Regions from separate parts of the Mus musculus genome. Here all the other regions are linked to region 1. Evidence: chromatin contacts called from public promoter capture Hi-C data. All regions are on one chromosome and are shown on one strand. The core of a region is the stretch at or near the end of the contact, and the rest is flanking DNA. Distances in the headings are between cores, read along the strand shown. Region 1 holds the start of Zfp142 (zinc finger protein 142). Region 2 holds the start of Cdk5r2 (cyclin-dependent kinase 5, regulatory subunit 2 (p39)). Region 3 holds the start of Cxcr1 (chemokine (C-X-C motif) receptor 1).

What was found. Capture Hi-C pulls out chosen DNA fragments and counts their contacts.
Region 2: a promoter capture Hi-C map of pancreatic islet shows a contact between it and region 1. The contact joins the promoter of Cdk5r2 here to the promoter of Zfp142 in region 1. A contact is called at or near these places in 4 of 39 promoter capture datasets (cranial neural crest, maxillary cranial neural crest, neural stem cells and 1 more), 4 of 484 Hi-C or Micro-C datasets (cortical neurons, embryonic stem cells and rod photoreceptor) and 3 of 9 other capture datasets (adipose tissue, liver and pancreatic islet).
Region 3: a contact with region 1 is called in a promoter capture Hi-C map of liver. The contact joins the promoter of Cxcr1 here to the promoter of Zfp142 in region 1. A contact is called at or near these places in 2 of 39 promoter capture datasets (the 3T3-L1 cell line and stem cell-derived epiblast-like cells), 1 of 484 Hi-C or Micro-C datasets (CD4 T cells), 3 of 115 datasets of contacts at active chromatin or transcription factors (the 230-238 cell line, effector CD8 T cells and memory CD8 T cells) and 2 of 9 other capture datasets (adipose tissue and liver).

Annotation. Positions count from the first base shown.
Region 1 is chr1:74,584,633-74,589,498 of GRCm38.p6, reverse strand. It overlaps Zfp142 (zinc finger protein 142), which reads left to right and starts at 1,471. Exons shown (of 9, transcript NM_001310668.1): 1 at 1,471-1,935; 2 at 3,802-4,115. The coding sequence starts at 3,836. Bcs1l (BCS1-like (yeast)) reads right to left here and starts at 1,210. Exons shown (of 8, transcript NM_001305652.1): 1 at 1,106-1,210; 2 at 1-13.
Region 2 is chr1:74,853,500-74,857,822 of GRCm38.p6, reverse strand. Cdk5r2 (cyclin-dependent kinase 5, regulatory subunit 2 (p39)) reads right to left here and starts at 2,794. Exons shown (of 1, transcript NM_009872.3): 1 at 91-2,794. The coding sequence starts at 2,725. The coding sequence ends at 1,616. Gm16582 (predicted gene 16582) reads right to left here. Exons shown (of 4, transcript NR_151618.1): 2 at 3,308-3,480.
Region 3 is chr1:74,192,326-74,196,663 of GRCm38.p6, reverse strand. Cxcr1 (chemokine (C-X-C motif) receptor 1) reads left to right here and starts at 2,033. Exons shown (of 2, transcript NM_178241.4): 1 at 2,033-2,072; 2 at 3,795-4,338. The coding sequence starts at 3,803.

The DNA.
Region 1 (4,866 bases), core at 222-2,721:
GATTGTAGCAGAACTGGAAGAAAGCATAAGACTAGTATAGAAACTAGACCAGTCAATCTTGCTCCGCTCCCTCCCACAGAAGCAAGATGGACAGGTCAGCAGGACTGTGTTTCAGTGGAGTAGGAATGGTGTTGGAATGCCACAGCAAACACCCCAGGCTCTTCAATCCATTTTGCTCTTCAGTTAGACCTTTTGCCAGAAGGCCATTTTGGAGAGTTTCTCAATTCCAAAAAGCAATGTACCCAGCTCCACATCAGGATACTAGAAAGGCAAGACTCTGGTCCCTGGCAAGAGCTAGACAGAAGGGTCCCCACTGAATGGAATCGGCAAAGGTGATTTTTCCATTGCTCTGTCAATGACCACATGCCTTACCATCAGAAATGTCTTTCAAATATCCTCTCCCTTACACCCCGTTCCTAATGTCCTGTACAGACATTTATTACTTCTCACCTAAACTATTTCTTGCAAGTTATTTTGGTTCTTGAGGTGATATTTGAATGGACCTTCAGCACCTGCATCATCCAAACCCACCAATCCCAGACACGCTACAATTCTGTCACTTGTATTCCAGCACCCTTGGTGCCTTGCTCCCATTGGGTTCAAATACCACAGCCGGATACGCAGGGATGCCTACATTAGAATGCGTACCTTTACTAGCAAATCACTACCTACTTCTAGCTCTCTCAGTTCTGTTGGTACCGAATGACCCCCACCCCTTTATTCTAGGCATTCTTTTTCATTGAGATCATATAGTCTACTTCTTCCACGGAGCCTTTTTCTTTTTCTTTTTTTTTTTTTTTGGAGCCTTTTTCAAATTCAACCCAATTAAGATGTGACTAAGCCTAACTTAAGACAATGCCTAAGGGGACAAAATGGCAATTATTTCCAGAACACCTCTCCTTGCAACACTTCTCCACTGCCACTCCTCTGCCTGGCACACCGGCCCACTGGTGAATTGACAGCCGTGACCTCCGCTAAGGCTCGGAGCTGTGATCCAGAATTCCAAAGCACCTTTGCATGGAGAGCCGCTGACGAAGATCTCCTGGCCCCCGGCTCCCGAACCCTGACACACAGCAGCTGACTCCCGGACACCCTATACACAGACCTGCTCGCGCTTCCAGGAACGTGGGAGAGAGAAATCTGTCACTCCGCCCCCTTCCCTCCATGACTCTCTGGCCCTCACACTCGATGGTTTCGCCGGGCCTACGAAGAGGCAGCGCCGCTAGTCCCGCCCCGGACTGCTGCATCTACTTCCGGCCACACCCACCACGGAGTCCTTGCCACTCTTCCCTGCAATTCTCGATGGTTCCGCTTTGGGGCTTCAGAAGGGGGGTACTCAAGGACATAGAGGGGAAACCATAGAGTAGCACGGGCCTTGAAGAGAGACAGAGTGGCTGCCACACGTCAGATTCCTAGAGGCGCCTGGGCCGGGGGCGGCCACATCAAAGGCCCCCGAGGAGCCACTCCAGTCCCAGTCGGACCATAGAGATGCAGCTCCCGCCAGCCCACGGGTAGGAGGTGAGAGAGCGGCTGTCGGCGGGAACCAGGGGAAGTGCGGGCGCTGTGAGCTGAAGGTAAAAGTTTCTCTAGCTCCAGCTTGAGTGGGCCCTGGAGGTGGAGCCCGCGGGAGGAGGTGCTGCGGGGAGCGCGCCGGTGAGAGGGGCGCGGGCGCATCTCTGCTGGACTCGGGCGTCTCAGTCGCGTCACAGCTCCGGGCCCCGCCCGGGTATCCGCTGCCTCTCCTCAGGACCAGAACCGTGACGATGCATCATCCCAAGCCTTGCAGGTTCCAAAACGCCTTTCTCCTCCGCTGTATCTCGTGACTTGGCTGTCGCCCCACAGTGTAAAAGCTGTCGTCGCCGCCGCCTCCACTTTACAGACAGGAAAGCTGAGGTCCTGAGAAGCGAGGCAAGTGCATCGACTCAAGGCTACACGGTGAGTCAAAGCCCAGAGGCGCGTGGGAACTGAGGTGCCTACGCAGGGTTGCCTTGTTCCCCAGGCTTCGGTATCCCTTGCTTCTCCAGTCTCAAAAGCACGTTACTTCTTTCTGGCTCTCTCCTACCTCCTCCCCCGCATCTTCCTGAGGCCATGTGATGGGCTGGAAGACCGCCTAGAGCAGCAATAATTAGTAGTCCGTGGGGGCTGTGATTTCCAAAAAGCCTCGCTGACCACGGAAGTGCACTTCCCTGCCTCCTTCTTGAATTGCTGTCTGTTCCTGCTGTTATGCTTTTTAAAGACATATTTGTTTATTTTATGTATGTGAGTACACGGTTGCTTTCTTCAGACACAGGAGAAAGGGCATCGGATCCTATTAACAGATAGTTGCGAGCCACCATGTGGTTGCTGGGAATTGAACCCAGGACCTCTGGAAGAGCAGTCAGTGCTCTTCATCACTGCGCCATCCCTACAGCCCTCGTGCTGTTTTTACGTGGAGGGATTCTGTAGAATGAGAACTAGCCACTCTCACCTGGCACATACTCAGTGACCCAGTTTTGTTTGAAACAGGGCCTCACTGTTTAGCTCTGTCCTGGAACTCACTATGTAGACCAGGCTGGCCTCAAATTCACAGATACCTGCCTGCCTTTGCCTCCTGAGTCCTGGAAGTTTAAAAAGATTATCTCATTTATTTCAGTCGAGTTGAACAGGACATGCAGTTTAATACCTTTGTTTCTCAGTTGTGTTCCCACTGGAGGCTTTAGTAAGTTAGTGAATTGGAAATTTACCTTGTATTTGAGGAACCACTGGCTTGATACCTTAGTTTAAAAGATCTGGGTTTACTGCAACTCAGCTGGTCCACTAGAATTTCCATTTTGTCTAACTTACCTAGCTTGTTGATGCTTAGGGTCCAGTGAAGTGAAAAATGCCAATAAACTCCTCAAAGCTCCACATTCAGTATTGGGATAGATCATTTGTACAGTGCTTGCCTGGCATGCACAAAGCCCTGGGTTTGATCCCTAACAACACATTTTTTAAAAAGTGTGAGACTAGAGAAATGGCTCAGTGGTTAAGAGTAAATGCTGCTCTTTCTGAGAGCCTGAGTTCAGTTTTCAGCCCCCCAAATCAGGTGTCTGACAAGCACCCCAGCTTCAGGGAGTCCACCACCATTTTCTGGACAGCTGAACTATACATCTAGGAAGGGAGATTGATAGAGAAACAACAGCACAGTGTGGTTTCTGACAGAACTACATACAAAGGCTTTCAGGACAACAGAAAAGAGAAAATTAAGAATGTTAGGACACACTCATAGCAGAAATGTTTGTTTTCTTAAGGAGTATCTGACTAGCTAGACAAGAGATTTTGATGGGTTGAATGGGAGGGGTGAGAAAGTAGAAGGGTCTGTAAGCAAAAAAGTGAGTCAGAGAATGGCAGATCATCAGGTTAGGAGGGCAGAGTGGGAGGGATGCCTGGGGAGGTAGGTCAATGAGGACCATAAGTGAAGGAATCGTATCATATCTATACTGAGGAATAATGAGACCATCGAGTAGTAAGAGAGAGAGCCTTTGACCCCACTCAGTTTTGTTGCCAGGGTTACTTTGCAGGAACCAGAACCTGTAATCTTTAATTTAGTCAGCCTCAGCTTGTTGGTTCTCTACTAATTCTGACTTTTAATCTCATATTTTTGTATTGAATGTTGTTTTGAAAATGTTTAGAATAATAAAGTGTGGCATGTTGCTATAGAAGGAAATGATTAAATGTGTGGGCCAGCTTAAGAGAAATTAAGAGTTCTAACTGTGTGTGTGTATATATATATATATATATATATGTACATATAGCTTTTTTTTTTTTTTTCTGGTTTGTCAGCATTTAGGAGACCACAGCACACAAATCAGTGATAATGACAGACCCTGTGTTGGCATCCCAGCTGGCTAATGGCACTGGGGAGATGGATGGACTGTGCTCTGAACTATTGTTGATTCCCCCACCTCTCTCAAACCATGGAATCCTGGGCCCTGTCCAGAATACCTGTGCTTCTGGGGAGCTTGCACCTTTGCCTGCTGACCCAGGCTGCCTGCTGGTAGAGGCCACAGCTACTGAAGAGGGTCCAGGGAACATGGAGATCATTGTGGAAGCAGTAACTGGAACTCTGTCCCCAGGAGCTCCTGAAGAGACCTCAGGTACAAACATAGTTGCTACCAGGCCAGTGGGACACCGCCTTGAGTTTTTTCATCTGTGCTATTTTTGGTCCTTGTCTTTGAATGTGATGAGAACACAAGGTAGCATGCTATTTTTACACCCTGAGATGCTATAATTTGGTTTGCAGTTGGTGCATGTTGATGGAAGGCTGGCAAGGTACATACAGCCTTGTAACAAACTTGGCAAAGTTTATCCCAAAAGAGTTTTGTGTCTGCTGGGCAGTAATCCAGAACAAGAAACCTTTTTGACACCCCTGCCAGTTTGGCTTGTCCTTGCTCTTACAGTCCTTGGGGAGGCTTTCTTCTGTACTGACCCTAAGCCAGCCAAGGGTTAGGCCAGAGGCCCAGCCTCTTCAACCATCCTGAGTTTGGCAAGGCTTTCCAGAAGAAAGTGCTGTTTCCTTGCTCAAGTCTCCTGTGTATGTATAGCATACACCCAGGGCATGCTGTTAAGAGGGAGGGCATATTATTTAATCCAGTAGGAAGTTTCTCTTTATTCTCTGTACATCTAAAACTTTCATTTTTATCAAACTCCGTGTTTTAACTGCTATCTCTCAGTTACAGTTTTAAGCTTTGTCTTCTGACAGTGTAAGATAATAGCAAAGAATGCTGGGGGAAATTAGGTAATTAGACCATGTAAGAGTTCTACACTTCTCTCTGGGGGTAAAGAGAGAGCATAAATGGACTATGTATTGGTTTGCGCTTTTAATCCCAGTACTTAAAAGACAGAGGG
Region 2 (4,323 bases), core at 1,545-4,044, 270 kb before region 1:
GGCTTAGTCAGGCCTGACTAGACTCCTGACTCAATCAATATATGGTGGGAAGAACGGAAAGAAATAAAAACATCATGGCTAGCCAGTTCTGTCTCAAGGGTCACCTCACAGAAAGGGAGACTTCTGTCTCTTTATCATTTGTCCTTAAGTAGCCTGAGTATTAATAAGGAGGTAGGGCAGACAAGATGGAGGCCGGAATTGGGAGGTAAGTTCAGCCTCAACCCTTGGCTTATGATGCTTTACTGTAAAATGAAAGCCAGTGTGGGCAGGTAGCAGGTTACAGATCTCAGGGACCTGACTTTCCCTCCTACCCTACCCCTAACAGTTTCACTCCTACGCCCATTCCTTTCCACCCTCCGGGAACCCAAAAAGAGGCCGGCGCGAAACCATCTGTAGGCGCTTCCAGCGCTTTATAGTTCGCTCCAGGACAGACGGACAGACAGATAGTGCGGCCTGCGCCGTCGGCCCGCATCATTGGCACCTTGGACAAGGCCCCAGGCCCGACCCAGTCCCTGGTACTCTTCCCAGGACGATTCCGGTCCCGCCCAGCTCAGCACCTCGGACAATTCCCTGCCCAGCCCCCTCCCCACCCACCCACCCTCCTGAAACAGCGAAATAAATTAAAGTGTGAGGAGGGGATATAACAAGAAATCTAAAGATAAGGAAGAGGACGCCCCTCCCCCAGATAAGAAGAGTTTTCTTTCTCTTTCTATCCATCCACAGAGAAGACACCACCGCTGCAAGCGGGGTAGTCTACCAGGTTGGATCTTGCCCTCAAATCTCAGCCTCCTAAATGAAGGCAGCAGCCCTTTCCTCCTCAACTCCCAGCATGCAACACGTTGGAAAAGGTGGGGAGAGGCCGTGGGGGTGAAGGAAAGGATCACCCTGATCTTTGCCTGGACAACTGAGACTGCAGTTTCCTGTCCAGTCTATCCAAATTTAAAAAACAAAAACCAAAAAACTAAGGATCTGGGGAAAGGAGTGTAGAGTCTTGGGGATCGGTTGGTGGGGGGTGGGGGGTTGCAGGACGACACAAGCAGAGAGAGGGAAGGCAGACAGGAGGGATGGAGGTGACATGACCGGAGGAAGGAAGAGGAACAAGAAGGGTACACGGAAACATAGGTGCTGGAGAAGCGGGGACCGCAGTGGGGTACCATCAGGCTCGGGGTAAGGTAGAAAAGGGTAAAGCCCAGGGAATGCCAATGGACAGGCGGGGGCGGGGGCGGGGGCTGCAGACAGGAGGTAAGACGAAGACACAGAAAGGTGAGGGACTGGACAAAACCCAGGGTGGTGGACTTTGAGATGCCCACAGCAGGAAAGAGGGAGACCAGGGCAGAAATGGAAAGATGGAGGCGCAGACAGACGGAAAGGGTGAACGAAGTTGGGGGTGCACTTCCCGCGATCATCCCCCACGCCCACCCCACGCCCAGTAAATCCAGACACCGCGGCCTCTGGCGTCCTAGCCTCCACCTTCCCCTGTGGGGCAGGGGCGGCTCCTCCTCGGCCCAGCCTGGGCATAGAGCAGCGGTAATAGCGACGGTGGCTTGATGGTCCCGGGGTTTCCGGGTGTGTGTGAGGGGCTGGGGCGGGGGGCGGGCGCGGCCCCTGGGAATCCCTAGCGGTCCAAGTTCATAGTCCAGTGCTTGGCTCCGGTCGCGCAGCTGTCCCTGGCGCTCGAGGAGGAGGTGGTGGACGCGCTGCTTCCGCTCGGTGGACCCCCGGTGCTCGCCGCGGCCTCGCCCTCGTTCTTGAGGTCTTGAAAGACTTGCGTGAAGAAGTGGGGGTCGGCGTTGAGTCGCAGCATCTGCGGGCTGAGCCGCTGGATGAGGCGCAGGCAGCGCTGCCAGAAGCGCTCCTTGTCGGGCTCCACGAGGAACGGCTTGAGCGGGTAGGAGATCTCGTTGCCCATGTAGGAGTAGGCGAGGTAGAGGCAGGTGAGGAAGGCGGCCTGCAGTTCCGCGGCCGACGCCAGCTCGTCCCCACGAAGCGACTCCCGGCACAGCAGGTACACGAACACCAGGTTGGCGGGGGTAATGAAGGCCTGGTCTTGCCAGCCCTGCAGCAGCAGCGAGCGGTCCACGCCGCGGAACCAGCCCACCAGCTCGCCGGGGCTCAGCTCCTTGAGGCGGTAGCAGCGTCGGCACACGAAGTCGCCGAGGCAGCGGAGCAGCTCGCCGGTAGACGCCTGCACGATGACCCGCCGCGGCGAGCCTCCGGGCGCCGGCGGTGCCGCCTGCGGGGCTGGGGGTGGCGGCGGCGGCGGCTTTCCCCCGCCTGAGCCTGGTGGAGGGGCGGCTGCGCTGCCCCCCGACGGGGGCTCGCAGGTGGCAGCGGTCGTGGGCACCGTGGGCACCGGCACGGCCAGGGGCTTGGCTGTTCCGCCACCGTCGGGGCCGTCGCGGCCCTTGCGGAGAAGGTTCTCGCGGTTGCGTTGCTGGACCAGAGGGTCGGGACCGGTGGACGCTGGCTTGGGCGTCACCTTTTTGCTGCCTTTCTTCTTCTTGGCCGAGGCTGCCACTAGGCGCTTCCAGGTGAGCGCCGAGATGAGCACGGACGGCCGTTTGAGCCGGCTCTCGCCTTTGCCGCCCTTGCCGGCCGGCGGCGCGCCGTAGCCCCCCAGCGCCTCGTCCCCCGCGGGCGGCGCCTTCTTTTTCTCCTCCGGCAGCCCTCCCGGCCTCCGGCCCTTGGCCGAGGAAGCAGGGGAAAGCGACAGCACCGTGCCCATCCTGCAGAGCGGGGCCGGCGCCCGGGCCCCAGCGGGAACCGCGGGCGGCGCCGCTGCTGCTGCAGCCCCGGGGGACCCGGCGGTGGGGGGCCTAGCCCCGGCCCGGGCGCGCGGACGGGCGGGGGATGGAGCCGCTCTGCTGCGCCGCGGCGGCTGCTCTGAGCCGAAGCTGCGCCAGCTGCAGCGTCAGCCCCACCCCTTGGGCCCCTTCTTTCGCCACGCCGCGCCCCGCCTCACGCAGCCAATCCTGACTCTAGTTTTCTTTGATCGGCAGCTCCTCTAACCAATAGGATGTTGCATACTAATCTACTGTACCGCCTTACCCACCGCCTGGAGTCTTCAGTCCCTTACCTTTTCCCAAAGGGGGAAAAGGGGGGAAAGGAGGAAAAGGAGAGAGGGGGTGTGTGTGATTCTGAGGTCTCTTTTTCTGGCTGAGCAGGGGGTTGAAGTGAGGTGAAAATGGTCCTTCCCATCTCTTCCTCCAGATCCCAAGACCATGGGTCTGAATGTTTTGATACACTGTGATACACTGGGTCCAAGCCGCAGTATAGAAGCCATGGGAACAGCCTATCATTCGCTCACCTTTGAGTTTGTTTAGTGGGCAATATGGCAGCTTGCCCTCATCGAGACACCCCAGTTGCACCTTCCGGCTTCGCCCATCTGGATGTCCGCTTGCTATCCTCTTCATCGCCCCCCCCCCCTTGGGGACGGGGGTAGGGTGGGGTGGAGGAGACTGCTGCAGGCTCATTCCTGATCTGTAAGAGAATGCTAGTGTGTGAGACTCTGAGCAACCGAGCAAATGCACCCTTTCTCCTTGGCAGAGGGAAGGATGTGTGTCTTTGCTTCACGGAGCAGGAACAGGGGGAAGTCTAAAGACAACCTAATGAGTCTGTACTTGATTCCCTGCTTCTGACTCTGACCCCTGGACAGCTCATTTTTGATTGGTTGTCCCAACAACACATTCATCTCACCCTTGCATGCGTGATGGATGGTTGGACTCCAGGGAACTCTGGAAATTGGTTTAGTTGAAGGCCCCAGTCTGGGGTCTACTGTGTGGAAATCGGTTGGCTCAACTTCCAGTCAAGATCCGGGGTCCTAGTTGAGATGGATTTTAACCAGTAGACAGCTTCCTTGTGCTCAGACTCTAGCTGTTCCCACTCCAGCTGCCAGCTATTATACTGGGAGCTGCCGGTTTCTCTGGACCCCTCCATTCCTGCTACGGACCACATAGGCCTTGATCCCAGACTTTGAGCCTTATCGGCAGGTTGTGAGAACCGCTTGTCCTGGGCCACTTCAGTGTGTCTTGTAGGACCCTCCAGTCTGCTGTCTGTGGCTTCCCTTCCAGGAGTCTTAGTGAACCTTAGGCATTGGTGTGGGGGTTTGGTTTGGTGGGCAGAGAGGTAACTATCCATTCTGTAACAATTCTTAGAATTGTTCTTGGATCTCAGTCTCTGTGTCTCTGTATGCCTGTCTGTCTGTCTGCCTGTCTGCCTGTCTCTCTCTCTCTCTCTCTCTCTCTCTCTCTCTCTCTCTCTCTCTGTGTGTGTGTGTGTGTGTGTGTGTGTGTGTGTGTGTGTGGTGTCACATTCAAGCTGGCT
Region 3 (4,338 bases), core at 784-3,283, 390 kb after region 1:
GTTCCCGCTTCATCGCTGTTTCTCTGAGAGAAGATTGTGACTAAAAGCAACCCAGGGGAGGAAAGGATTTATTTTGCGTACAGGTCCTGGTCCAACCCTGAGGGGATTCAGGGCAGGATCTTGAACAGGGGTTTGAGGCAGAAACCACAGAGGAACACTTCTTGTTGGCTCACTCACAGGGCCGTGGCTGGCTGGCTTTCATTAAACATTCTTTAGTTTCTGAAACTGAAGGTTTCATTTTTATTTGGAAAAGAAGGATTATGGTATTGAAATGTACACAAGATAATAGAGGGCATTTTTACCGTGGGAATTATAAGCATAAAATTATAACAGGCAATAAGCGTGAAAATGTTAAATTTTAAACGCAATTCTTTGTAAACCACTTGCAGGAAAAGTTCATCTTGACATGCATAGAATAGGCAATTTTGTGTACGTGGGTGTTGTGCCTGCACGGACATCTGAGCACCGTGTGCATGTGCTGCCCTCAGAAGCCAGCAGAGGGCATCAGATTTCCCCTGAGACTGGAGCTACAGACCTTTTGAAGCTACCATGTGGATGTTGGGGACCAACCTTGAGTCCTCCAGAAGAGCAGGCCATGTTCTTTTATTTGTTTGTATAATGTTTATGAGCACACTGTCGCTGTCTTCAGACACACCAGAAGAGGACATCGGATCCCATTACAGATGGCTGTGAGCCATCATCTGGTTGCTGGGAATTGAACTGGGAATTGGAAGAACAGTCAGTGCTCTTAACTGCCGAGCCATCTCTCCAGCCCACAGTCTGTGCTCTTAACCCAGTCAGCCATTTTTCCATCCCTACCAAGTTTTCTTATACAGACCAGGGCCACCTGCTTGGGGATGGTGCCTCCCACAGTGGGCTGGGCCCTCCTACATCAATTAGAGATCAAGACAATCTTCCACAGATATGCCCACAGGCCTGTCTGATCTGAGAAATCCCTCAATTGGGATTCCCTTCTCAGATGACTCTAGGTTGTGTTTAGTTGATAGTTCAAACTAACCAGTCCACTGAACCCTAGGAATAAAGTCAGGGGTCAGCTGTGAGTTGCTCAGGGACTTCTCAGGCAGCTTCCTAAAGAAGCTGTCCTTCAGTACCAAATGGGGAGCAGTAATGGCATCACCCCCAGATGGTCTTTCACTGTTTTCCCAGCCCTCATGATCTTCTGATAGACTTCAGGGAAGGAGTGGCCATGCCCCAAACCTCAGCTCTACTGTAACCAAGCAATAATTGGAAGTAAAAGAGAGTGTAAAGGAAAGGTTTTCCTTCCAAAATCTCTACCACATGACCCTAAAGATGCCTATAAATATAAGTGAAAATGGCGTGCTTATAGCTGGGCATAGTGGTGTATACTTGTAATGCCAATATTTGGGAGAGAGATGAAGGTTTATGGACTTAAGGTCAGCATGGGCTATGAGAGACTCTGTCTCAAAACAAAACAAAACAAAACAAAACAAAACAGCAAGCATTGGGGTTGCAGGTGTAGCTCAGCGGTAGGATACTTGTCCCAGCATGCACTGGGTCCTGGGTTCTATTCCAGCACCAACATAAATGTCTGCGTGCTGTCCAAACACAGCTTAAGTGTAGACCCTACCACCAGCTTTCCGCTAAGTTCTCCTTTAGACTCCCTAAGTCTTTCCCACCGTGGACTTCTGAAACTTCTGTTATAGGAAGTCTGTACTGCCCCCTTTCTTATTCCCCTTGGGAAGTTAGAAACTTCTCAAGGTAATCTATTAGGAAACTTAGGGGTGGCACGTGCAGGTAAATTCAAGAAACTGAAGATGGTAGAAGTGATCATCTATGGAGGGAAGGAGTTAGAGAGAACACCCTTAACTGCAGGGTCACCCTGCTAAGCCTACGGAACTCAGAATCTCTGATACTGCCGGGCCCCATGACTTCATCTGTACCCAAATGCAGATGTGGGCGGGGCTCTAGGGGGAGGTGTGGTTTCTCCCTCTTTCTTTTATTCATCCAGTCCCTTCGGTTGTTTGATCATTCTGTTTCCTGAGCTGCAGGCTCCTCCCGCACACAAGGAACGGACCCAGCTGGTGCCTCAGGTAGGACGCCTGTGTCAGCTGTGTGTCAGTCCACATGTTGGGGTAGGAAGGCTTGGTCCAACTTTATTTTAGAAAACACACTGGTTTCTGTGGGACTAAGGGATTTCTGATAAATGGTTTCTTGTCCCCTCACTGTGTCTAGGTACGCAACTCTGACTTCCTAGGTGCTTACGGTCACAGCCCCCCTCCCCTCAGCCATTGCTTTTTATTGCTTTCCTGTTATGTGGCTGCAGTGAACAGTTTCCTGGCTCAGTGTTGATTGCTTCTCTCTAACCTTCATCTTCTGTGAAGATGCAAACTCTGGCACTGAGAGAGCATCCCAAGGGGTAGGGATGTGGTTGCCCTTGCCATAGAATCCAAGGCCTGGAAGCTGGGAGAGCTCCCTATCTTCCCACAATCTGCAGTTGATAAGTGGAAATCTTTGGGGATTAAAGGCCCCAGGTAAGGTAGCCATTGAGAGTGGGCATTAGGTAACTGTATCCTCATCTTAAACTCAGTTAACTTCTAAATACTTCCAGATTACAGAGCCCTGGTGTTGGGTAGAGGTGCACACGTGTTCTCATGTCTCAAGTGTGTGTGTGTGTGTGTGTGTGTGTGTGTGTGTGTGTGTGCAAGTGTGCAGGACTATATACAGAGGCCAGAGGCTAGAGGACAATTTTAAGGAGCTGGTTTCCTTCTTCCATCATAGATTCTGGGAGCAAACTCAAGGTGTCAGGCTTGTGTGACAAGCTCTGCCGAGGTATCTCACCAACCCTTGACATGCATTTAAAATTTTTCTATTTCACGCTTAATGTGTGTGTGAGCTTAGGTGTGGAGGCCAGAGAATAACCTACATGAGGTAGTTCTTTCCTTCTACCATGTGGGCTCTGGGGATCAAGTTCAGGTTTTCGGCTTGGCAGCACGCAGGCACCTCACTGAATCATTGCTTTGGCCTCTTCTGTGTGCTTTTGACGCGATGTTTACAACTGTGAAAGCTGGAGACAATCTCATCAGAAGACAAGGCGCAGAGTACAGTGTAATGTAATCTGAAGTTATCACCTCTTTCTCCAGGTAGGTTTTAAGAAAGGCAAACAAGGGGCTGGGGAGATAGCTCAGTGGTTAGGAGCATGGAGTGCTCCTGAGGATTTGGTTCCTAGGACCCACTTTGGGCAGCTCGCTACTCCTGGTAGCTCCAGTTCCAAGGGATCAGATGCCTTCTTCTGACCTCTACATATAGACACACAGACAAGTTCATATGCACTTATACATAAATAAAAGCAATGAAAAATAATATGTCTTTACAAAAATTGCAAACAATAATGAGGGGGCATATATAAGACATAAGGTTGGAGGGGACGCCCAGATACACCTTGCCTCCTTCCGTTTGCTGTGTGCTGGCTCTTCCCTGAGTGTAAGAACAACCTGGTGACTGTATCTGAACCCAGGGGCGTGGCTGAGGACAAAGATGGTTAAGAGGAGACAAGGAAGAGCTGGGCATAGAGTTGAGAACTGTAGAGCCAACTGAAGGCAAAGGTATCTCCCATGGGTTTTATTCTATACTCAGACTGACTGTCCAAGGACTTTGACAGCATTAGGAAGCTAACCTACCAAAGTTCAAGTTGAAGGCAAAGGGGGTGAACTTTGGTTGTCAAGGCAACAGAGAAGCCAATACTACCCCCTCAACACTCACAACACTTGAATTTGGTTACTAAATCTTATCTCTCTTTCTTACCTTTCACCTAGATCAAACAATGGCCGAGGCTGAATATTTCATCTGGACTAATCCTGAGGGTGACTTTGAGAAAGAATTTGGAAATATCACGGGAATGCTGCCCACTGGAGATTATTTCATCCCCTGTAAGAGAGTTCCAATAACCAACAGGCAGGCTTTAGTTGTCTTTTATGCACTGGTGTCCCTTCTGAGCTTGCTGGGAAACTCGCTGGTGATGCTGGTTATCTTATACAGGCGAAGGACCCGATCCGTCATGGATGTCTACGTGCTGAACCTAGCCATCGCCGACCTACTCTTTTCATTGACCCTGCCCTTCTTGGCTGTCTCCAAATTGAAGGGCTGGATTTTTGGCACACCCCTGTGCAAGATGGTCTCACTCCTGAAGGAATTCAACTTCTTCAGTGGTATCCTGCTGCTGGCCTGCATCAGTGTGGACCGATACCTGGCCATCGTCCATGCCACCCGTACGCTGGCCCGAAAGCGCTACTTGGTTAAATTCGTGTGCGTGGGCATCTGGGGTCTATCTTTGATTCTGTCTCTGCCTTTTGCTATCTT